Regions from separate parts of the Mus musculus genome. Here region 1 is linked to region 2. A link is a contact called in public HiChIP or PLAC-seq data. All regions are on one chromosome and are shown on one strand. Each heading gives the region's core, a stretch centred on a gene start, on an enhancer-like site or on the middle of the called end of the contact. The rest is flanking DNA. Distances are from core to core; before and after follow the strand shown. Region 1 overlaps Ctnnd2 (catenin (cadherin associated protein), delta 2). Region 2 overlaps Ctnnd2 (catenin (cadherin associated protein), delta 2).

Region 1 (4,827 bases), core at 1,906-4,405, 130 kb after region 2:
ATCTTACTAAGGTCTTGTGCAGGCAGCCACAGCCTCTGTGAGTTACTGTTGGGATGTCCCTGTTGTGGCTAGAAGACACTATCACATAACGCTCTTCCCTATTCTCTGACTTAGAATCTTTCCATTCCTTCTTCCATGATGTTCCTGAGTATTGAGAGGAGGCGGTGGAGTACAGCTCAGGACCGAGCAGATCAAAATCACTTATTCTTTGTATTGTGACCGATTATATAATCTCTGTATCAACCTCCATTCACCACTAAAAAGACAGCTGCACTTAAATTAGGCACATTTATCATTATTCATTAAAAAAGAATGCCCTCTCTAATGCCATTGTTAATATAATAGAAGGCCATTATTTGTGTCATAGAAGACATAATAGAGTTTATTGTAAGCAGGGGACTCCCTATTCTTAATGTTTCCGCCATTATCTTCCTGTGTGAGGCTCTCCCACCACTCGCTAGCCAGATACAAGGTCATAGAGATATTAGTCAACAACAGAGTGGAGCCTCAGAGGGAAAATGTCTGTGTGCTTGTCAGAATTTTTAGGATCAGTACCATCTACCTCCCTTGACAGACTGTTATCAACCCCAGGACCCACTTCAGATGCCCAGAACCAGATGGTCTGCCATTGTTGGTTCTCAAAGTTTGGTGGAGACTTCAATCACCTAGACAGCTTGTCCTACAGAAGTAGCTTGGCCCCCACCAGTGATTCTGTTCTATTCAAGGCAGTGAGGCTGTTGTTTGGTAAATAGACAGCGCACTCTGGAATCCACCACTCTGAGATCTGGTTCTCATGTGTGTTGGGCATTGCTGGGAAGCTGGCTTACTTAGCTGATGCTTAGGTACCACCATCAAAGGCTCGGAATTAAATGTCTAGGGTAAATCTTAGCTGTTCCAATATTTTTGAGAAGTTCCCTGACAATTTTCACCTATAGTTTAGTTTCAGAAGCCCGGTCTCTTATGGTCCTGCTAAGGGAGCAACTCCACGCTTCTTAGTTTGATATTAGACCATAGCAATGGGATTCAGGAAGACACAGGAGTTCTCCAGAGCTTGCACATTCTTCAAACTCTCAAAGCCAAAACCTCAGGCCAAATTTATGAATCACTCCTTCATTGATTGAGTAAACGTCACTGCAGTCTCTCTGTGGATCAGGTTCTCTTGTGGTTGCTAGAGAGACTCCTGTAAGCAAGCGCATGGAGCTCGCATCCCACACCTTGTGGTAAGCTTAAAATAATTCCAGTTCAGATTGGGATATGTAATGCACTTATGAAATTTATATTAAACATATACATTATATATAAACAAATGTGTGTAGTAGAAATACACATATATACCTCCCACAGAGAGTGTCTCTCAGCAAAGAGTTGTCTCCCTCATAAAATGCTGTGCTTAGTGTGTGTTTGTGTACACGTGCATGAGGGTGCATTGACATGTTCTACTCATGTTGGGGTGGGGTCAGAAGACAGCCTCCCTGGGTTTTGTACATCAACACTACAACACCCCAACACCCCACCCTCCCATCCCCTACCCCACCCCACCCCACCCCCACCCCCACCCCTTGGCCCCCAAAAAAGTCTCTCTCATTGGTCTTGACCTCTAAAAGAGAGACTAAACTGGCTGTCCAGTAACAGCCAGACTGCCTGCCTCCCTAGTGCAGTGTAGCACTAACCCCTTTTGCCCAGTGAAATGTGGGTGCCAGGGATCAGGCTTAGGAGACAAGATTTTACTAAGATGTCTCCCCGAGTCCCAACTTGTTCTTAATTCAGTATCTTGATGCTTCCTCGGTACATCCTCAGTGTTTCTCCAGACAATTTGGAATGCTGTGTGTGCTCAGATAAAGTGCCCAGCCTCCCACTTGCCAAATACCACCCCAAAGGGCAGAGGTACAACGGAAGTTTCCTGTGGAGAGCATCTATCAGCTCTTCTTCCCCCCTCCCTTCATTTCCTTGCTCTCTTCCCAGCCCAACCAGCATTCTTCCTTCCATACCCTTCCATGACAGCTTCTCTCTCACACAGTGTGAGATGCTACTAGCTTTTCACACCAGGGACTCCCCCAGACCCTTTCTCCTGCCCTGGGTGAAGCTTGGAGAATCTAGTCATTCTGCCCATAAGTAGATGACAATTGGGTATTTTCATTCTAATGCAGATTTGTCTCTGAGCAAGATTAGAGGAAACTGTCTTTCTAACTCCACCCCAGCCCTGGTCTTTTGTGTTCTTGTAAGTCAAAGAAAGCAACTGGCTTTCAGTCGAAAGACACAACAGCAGAGGTGTTGTTCTGAGACATCTAGAGTACACTTTTAATAACCAGAAAAGGAAGCACTTTTAGTGTTTCCAATTTTAATTGATCTGTTTCCTCTAGTTTTTTTTTTTTTTTTTTTTTTTTTAACTGAAAAACCAAGCTTACTCTCGTGACGTAGCACTTTTCCCTCCGTTTAACTCTTGACCAAAAAGTCTTAACGGCAAGACAGCAGAATAAATTCTAAGTAGTGCATCTTTTATGTCCCGGTCTAAGTACGCAATTCGGTCAGTTTTCGGTGGCTGAAAGTGTGTCTCCTGGAATAATGGGAGCGTTTAATGCCTGGAGTTTTCATTAAAGCTAGCAGAGAGAGAGAGAGAGGGCGTTCTGAGAGATCACCGGTTGGGTGGCCTTTAAATGTTTCTCCTGTGACTAAAACCTCTTGGAACTCGGAGCAGACGCATGCCTCTCGCCTCTTTGTCAGCGGGCCTCTGCTAACCCGCTCCTTTCCCTCCTTGGAAAGGAACCGGGCTGGGAACGTGCTGGGGCGTGGGTTCGCGTCCCTCTCCACGCGTAGCCTGGGCGCAGAAGTTGTCTTCTGCAGCCGGGCGGGGCGGGCGGGCGGGCGGCTGCTTCTCCACCTCTGAGCGCGCCTGTTCTCTGCTCTCCCTCCCGGCACAGGGCACGACCGGCCGCGCGGGGCACCTGGCGGGCTCCGAGCCTGCGCCACCGCCTCCGCCTCCGCGGGAACCGTTCGCGCCCAGCCTGGGCAGCGCCTTCCACCTGCCCGACGCGCCGCCCGCCGCCGCGGCGCTCTACTACTCCAGCTCCACGCTGCCCGCGCCGCCGCGCGGGGGCTCCCCGCTGACCACCACGCAGGGCGGCTCACCCACCAAGCTGCAGCGCGGAGGCTCGGCCCCCGAGGGTGCCGCCTACGCCGCGCCGCGCGGCTCCTCGCCCAAGCAGTCGCCCAGCCGCCTGGCTAAGTCCTACAGCACCAGCTCGCCCATCAACATCGTCGTGTCCTCGGCCGGCCTGTCCCCGATCCGCGTGACCTCGCCCCCCACCGTGCAGTCCACCATCTCCTCTTCGCCCATCCACCAGCTGAGCTCCACCATCGGCACCTACGCCACCCTGTCGCCCACCAAGCGCCTGGTCCACGCGTCTGAGCAGTACAGCAAGCATTCGCAGGAGCTGTATGCCACCGCCACCCTCCAGAGGCCGGGCAGCCTGGCAGGTAAGGGGCTGGGCGCTCTGGTGTGGCTCACATGGACGCTTGGCGGGGAACCAGGGAGACTGGATCCAAGCAGCAGTGCTGGGCATGTCTTGGGTCCAGTTTTCAGATTCCGGGGCTGTCGGGTTGTCAGGGATTGTCTGGAAAGACTGTCAGCGTCTCTCTTCAGGTGTGCCTATCATGTGGTCTGTCTGCCTCTAACACCTGACTGCCTTCCCTTGTCCCTCCCTAAAGTCTGAAGACTTAAACCCAGCAAGGAGGTTAATTTAGTAGGACCACACAGACCTGTTGCTTACATGCAGAAAGAAATCAAGTAGCTCTCCCAGTGGGTATGATCAGTATTAGTTGCCACAAAAAGTTATATATTTTCCCCCCAAATCAGATTCTGAATTTACATAGGTTGCAGCAGCAGCAGCAGCAGCAGAGTAAAAGTAACCAACGGGAAGCATCTTCAATGGTTACCTACTTCATTATAGGGGCTCAGCGGGGGACGGGGGTTGTCTGAGTTGGAGAGGCTGCTTTCTTCTGCCAAATCAGAAGAGGTGACATTTCTGTGGTGCCTGTCCCTATTACAGACCAGGCTGAGCTGGCGACTGTGCTGTCAATGCCATATGCTCAGTTTAAACAAGACACTGTGATTGAAAGACTAATGCTCCCTCCTAAGACACCTGACATGTAATCTGGATTTATCGCCTATTTCTTTCCTTCTAGAAGTATTTGGTAATTTTGTGACTCTAGTAACAGATGCTGTGCTCGTATGCTTCTTGTCTTGACACAAATAGATGACTGTGAAGATAAATAGGATTAAAAAAAAAAAAGGGAACTTGTCACAGGCACAAGGCAGGTGGCCAAGGACTTCTTTAATTCAAACACAGTAATCACCAGCAAAGACTAGTTAGCTAGTTAGCTGGTTAGCTGGCTTAGTGGGATGCAGGCTGGGATATGCTGCCCACAGGACTGTGCTCGGTTTGTTTGCAGAGAATAATCTGTCTCACTGCTGTGCCTGGAGAGTGGGATTTTGGAGGTAGCCAATCATTAATGCCCAGCTATGTCTTCTAAGGTAGCCACTAGTTTGAAGAGCATCTTAGGAAACAGGCAACAAGCTTTATGTTTATGAGATCATACCAAGAATCAGAGGGGTGAGAGGTCACCCTGGTCATCCCCCAGCCACCATAGAGAAGATGCAAGGAGTTAGGGGTCTGTAGACTTCTAAAGCCCATTGCATTTCTGTGTTTGCCTGGTGGAAAACAGAAGGGTGGTTTTGTTGTTGGTGGTGGTGTTTGTTTGTTTGTTTGTTTGTTTGTTGAGGGAGGGGGTCCCACCTCTTCCCTCACCTGCTGATGTGTGACAGACATG
Region 2 (5,031 bases), core at 1,726-4,225:
TTTGAGGTGGATGGATGGCCCCTTCCCTCGACCAGGGGCCTTGCCTATGTACTGGAAGTGATCACAACATGTTGTCTCCCTATTGTCATTCTTTACTACACAAATAGCCATTGGGGATAGGAGGGAATGAGGGACTGATGCCTCTATGCCTCGGTCCCACACTCTTGCTTTTCCTTCCATTCACTCTCCATCCATCTCTCTATTCAGCAATCCAGGGAATTACTTTTAAACTTTCTTTTTGTATGCTGTGGCTCATTGAGCTTACATGCTATTCTGAGGAGACAAGAATTAATCTGGCAAGTAAGGACGTAAAGTCCAGATGATATCAAGTGTAACTCACGCTGCTTCAGAAAGTTCTGTGGAGGAAGCCATGATGCCAGTGTTCTAGGTCTTAGTCCTGTGCTAACTAGAAGCTGACTAGAAAGAATAAAGCCACAAAAAAAAGAATGAAAAAAAAAAAAGAATGAATGAAAAATAAGTAAATAAGCCTTCATGTCATGGTGACCAAGGATGGGAACTTCCAGGGTTGCTTAGAACAGATGAGTGATGTCTGGGAAATATTAAATATGCCAGCAAGAAGCATTGCCAAGGTCGTCAAAACCATGGGACAAAAGTCCAATTAAAGACCCTGACATTTACCCTAAGTAGTGGAGAAAGTTTTGGAAAGCTCTTTTGTAATAGAGTATGTGAACAGTTTCTGTGGAGGCGAGATCTGTCCACAAGTCCAGTGGTGCTGTTGTGAGTGTGTGCTTGCTGGCTGTACTGGGAAGGAATGGCTGCCAAGCGTTACTGGTCCAGTGACATCACACAAGCAATGAGAGCATCAGTTATGCTTCTGAGGAACCACGATTAGCTCAATATTTTCTCTTTTTTCTCTCAATATGCTACAACTGAAACTTTGCACTCACAGCCTGACTCATCCCAAGACCGCTTCTCCCTAGACCCTAGCAATCACTGCCCTAATATTATTCTCTGAGTTTCAATATTGGAGATCGTAAATCAATCAGTGTTTGGTGTGTGTGTGTGTGTGTGTGTGTGTGTGTGTGTTTGTGTGTGTCTGTGTGTGTCTGTGTGTGTCTGTGTCTGTGTGTGTATCTCATGTAAGATATTCTGGTGAAAATAATGCCATATTGTGGGCTTGAAACTTCTTACAAGGGTAGGCACTACATATTCTTACTACGTACACACAAAAAGTAGAAAGAAAACTATGACTGTATGTGTTACGGATGTGTTAATTACTCGGTGTTGTAATGTATATATTTATGAGAGCATGTGTTTGGATACATTTGATATGTATACTTTCTTTATTTTATTCAGAAGATTTTCCTTGAGTACAAAAATCACTTAAACTAGAGCTATACTATCAGAAATTTAAGAATGTAAACCATCTGAGGAATCTCTTAATGTAATTTTGCATGCTTACTTTGTTTAGTTTTCGTGTGGGTAGGTACAAGAATTTGCTTTTCTTAAATTTCTTCTTCCTGACTGGGCAGTGGTGACTCACGCCTTTAATCCCAGAACTTGGGAGGCAGAGGCAGGAGGATTTCTGAGTTCAAGGACAGCCAGGGCTGCACAGAGAAACCCTGTCTCAAAAAAAAAAAATTCTTGTTCCAAGATTTACTACCAAGATTCTTAGTAGTATATATAAAATAGACAAATTTTGAACATGAAATTGTCAGTATTTTAAGAAATAGGATAGGCACATGATTTAAGTGTGTTTGTGCTCAGGTCTTAGTGTATAATTGACATATTTCATAGGGAATGTATCTACAAGTGGTCAAATACTTCTTATTAAAAATCAAGAATTCTGGAATTCATTTTAACATTAGAAAGTAATTATAATAATACACTTGCCTGACTGTGTACATTCACATAAGCATCTGACATAAAATCATTTTATAATTTTTGTAAAAATAACTATATATTTAATGGTTTATAAAAATGTATGTAGCAGAGGATGACCTAGTCAGTCATCAATAAGAGGAGAGGCCCTTGGTCCTGTGAAGGTTGTATGCCCCATTATAGGGGAATGCCAGGGCCAGGAAGCAGGAGTTGATAGGTTGGGGAGCAGGGCAGGGGGAGGGTATAGGGGACTTTTGGAGAGGAAACTAGAAAAGGGGATAACATTTGAAATGTAAATGAAGAAAATATCTAATAAAAAATTAACATTAAAAAAATAAAAATAAGGCCGGGCAGTGATGGTGCATGCCTTTAATCCCAACACTTGGAAGACAGAGGCAGGCGGATTTCTGAGTTTGAGGCCAGCCTGGTCTACAGCATGAGTTCCAGGACAGACAGGACTACACAGAGAAACCCTGCCTCAAAAAACCAAAAATAAATAAATAAATATGTAAAAAGTAGATAAACCTTAATAAGTTTAAATGTTGGAATTTTCAGTTTTGCATATTTAGGCTTCTTTGCCACATTATTAATTTTTCTGTATTATTTCGTCTCTATTTACATTTCTCAACCAGCTTATTACTTTCTGCAAAAACATGGGGGGAAATCCCTGCTATTTTCATAGAAATTGTAATCCATCTGTAGGTTTACTTAATGGGTGCTGTCATCGTTACAGAACTGGATTTTCCAGTTTAGGGACACGATCAGTGTTTGTATTGTTCTAGATTGTCTTCAATTTTTGAACACTTTCATGAAAATTCTCATGCTAAATAATTTACACATACCTTAGTAAATCCACTTTTAAATATTTTGATGCTTGTTTGGGTAAAAATCATATTTCATCTTTATTTTTGGATGCGTTCATTTTGGAATGTTAAAATAGTTTTTTCTCTATAATGGTATCAGAAAGTTTGCTGAGCCTGATTTGTCAGTGTGAGCTTTGTTTTCTGTACTTTTAGCATTTATTATTTTCAAGATAATATCAACTGTAAGTTGGGGAGACGTTTATTCTTGCACACTCTTGTCTAGATGCTGTTATTTCTGTCTCGTGCCTAATTGCCTCGGTCAGGACTTCCTTCCCTGTGTTAAATGGAAGTGTTGAGTATGCCCTTCCTTTATGATTATAATGTGCTGTAAGAGGGATTACTCATAATTACATATAAATGACAAATGAGGACTGTGCGGGCACTTCCTGTTTTTTTTTCTCTTCATTATTGAATTGCTCTGTAGCTGTTACACTTTATGTTAGGCAGATGCTTTAACTGAATTAAAATATTAATAAGCTTTCTACTCACTATGGTAAAAGGTTCCATAATTAGATTTTTATAGATGCTGTAGCTACTTCAAACCCTTTTCAGAAAAGTTGCACCTTTGAATATTTAGATTTTTCCCTACAGGCAACACACACATTTCTGCTAGAATTCAAATAGGACTGTAGTTTAAAATCTCAATGTAGTGCTATATTCACTAAAAGGCATACAATGTAGTATTGCAACACTCACATAATGGCACACTTATGGATTGTTTTCATGTCAGGGATTCTCAAATTCTAAGAAATTTGAAGATGCATTATAACACAGAACATGATACAAGCCAACTAAACATGTTTGTAGAGTATACGATCGAACCCTCTTAGGTGCCAATTAAATAACCATATGCAGTAACACATGCTACCTCCTGGAGCAGAGTCCCTTCTGGTTACAGGACATCAGAAACTTGATTTCCACCTGAGACACAATTCCGTTCTTCCTGATTTTCCATACTGCAGTAGTGAGCTCTTGGCAATACAAAGAGGATATAGCTTCGTTCTGTCTGCAGAGTCTCACATCCTTAACTTTGCTGTGTCATTTTTATTGTACAAGGAAATGGATGGGCTAATTTCTCAGGCAACATGCTGCAGTGTCCCTGGTGCTGAGAAAGTACAGAGAATGATGACCGCAGTGCTTAGCAGAGCTTAGGGGACCTCCTGTACATTAGAGGATTTGTTTCGTGGGTGTGGATCACTAGGGTGAGTGTTTATAGGCCCTTTGCTTGCTTTTCCTTTCAGGAAATGTCACTGATTCTGTTTCATGTACAAAAGTATGTGGAACAAACTTTGGCAGCCAGTCTTTACACATGGTTTCAGATCCAAAAGTATTTGAATATGTGTCCTAGTGACAGCACTGCCTATGTATATACCTGTCTTCAGTCAGGCGGCTCCAGGTCGTTGTTCCCCACAGACATCCCAGTCGCCATACTTTTGTGCCAGAGCCTGTGCACACTTATGCTCCACTGACTTTGGAGGTCACACCATGGCATTTCAAAGACAAGAAAAAAGTAATGTTTTAGACATTTTAGAGAGTAAACTAAACCTGATGGCTGGTCACAGGTGAAGCAAGCTGTGTAGTTGCACACAGGCAGAGTGAATTTTAAATGTTAGTGTTATTTTCATGCACATTTAGTTTGAGTCATACAGCATCTTCCATGTGACTACCTACAGGCAATACTCACAAACAGAGTAAGATAAGTGACCTCCTTCTAGAACAAGATACGTACTTGTAAACATTAGTTCATAAAATCTAGATCATTTTCTTAGAACCAAGATGTGGGATTCATTTCAAATATGTGCACACATGCGTACTTGTCTTTAGTCTGGCCAGTACATCTACATACTTTGTATCACCATGTATTTGGATTAAAAGAACATTTACCAATCTATGTACTCTATGTTGGTGTGTGTTCTACAGTGCACATGGGAAATCAGAAGAAAACCTGAAAGAGTCTATACTCTTCTGCCTTGTCATCCCAACTATCTTACTCAAATACTCAAGCTTGGTGTCAAGTACCTTCACCCACTGAGCTATGTTTTTGGCCTTCATGTATTTTTTAGTATCTCTCTAATTAGATTGGCAATGCATTTTTGGATCTTTAATGGTATATACATAATAATATTAAATGTGGCCTTTTATATTATGTAATGTGATATTAACATATATTAAATGTTACAGAAATATTAGGGGTTGTTAAATATCTGAAAAGAACCTGCACTAGATAAAGAAATATAGAATAGATTGCTTCTTAAAATGCTCTTCAATTTATTAGCTAGAAAATCAGGGACAAAATCAGCAATACCAGTTGGGGTTGATCCATATC

Evidence for each region. HiChIP or PLAC-seq counts read pairs in DNA pulled down with a chosen protein or histone mark.
Region 1: an H3K4me3 HiChIP or PLAC-seq map of bone marrow-derived macrophages shows a contact between it and region 2, with 4 times the contacts expected there. The contact joins two enhancer-like sites. A contact is called at or near these places in 2 of 484 Hi-C or Micro-C datasets (bone marrow-derived dendritic cells and conventional dendritic cells), 1 of 115 datasets of contacts at active chromatin or transcription factors (bone marrow-derived macrophages) and 3 of 9 other capture datasets (adipose tissue, embryonic stem cells and liver).

What each region holds. Positions count from the first base shown.
Region 1 is chr15:30,643,851-30,648,677 of GRCm38.p6, forward strand. It overlaps Ctnnd2 (catenin (cadherin associated protein), delta 2), which reads left to right. Exons shown (of 23, transcript NM_008729.3): 7 at 2,919-3,474. Among named protein-coding and RNA genes, the nearest start is that of Gm31841, 36 kb to the right of the region's middle. Within about 2 kb of position 3,156, at least 95 of the 459 cell types and tissues checked have an H3K27ac peak or open chromatin away from gene starts, as enhancers often do. A contact at or near this core is called in bone marrow-derived macrophages, where this site is marked.
Region 2 is chr15:30,517,231-30,522,261 of GRCm38.p6, forward strand. All of the region lies in intron 3 of Ctnnd2 (catenin (cadherin associated protein), delta 2), which reads left to right. Gm41284 (a long non-coding RNA gene) reads left to right here. Exons shown (of 2, transcript XR_875096.3): 1 at 1-5,031. Among named protein-coding and RNA genes, the nearest start is that of Gm41284, 17 kb to the left of the region's middle. Within about 2 kb of position 2,976, at least 3 of the 459 cell types and tissues checked have an H3K27ac peak or open chromatin away from gene starts, as enhancers often do. A contact at or near this core is called in bone marrow-derived macrophages, where this site is marked.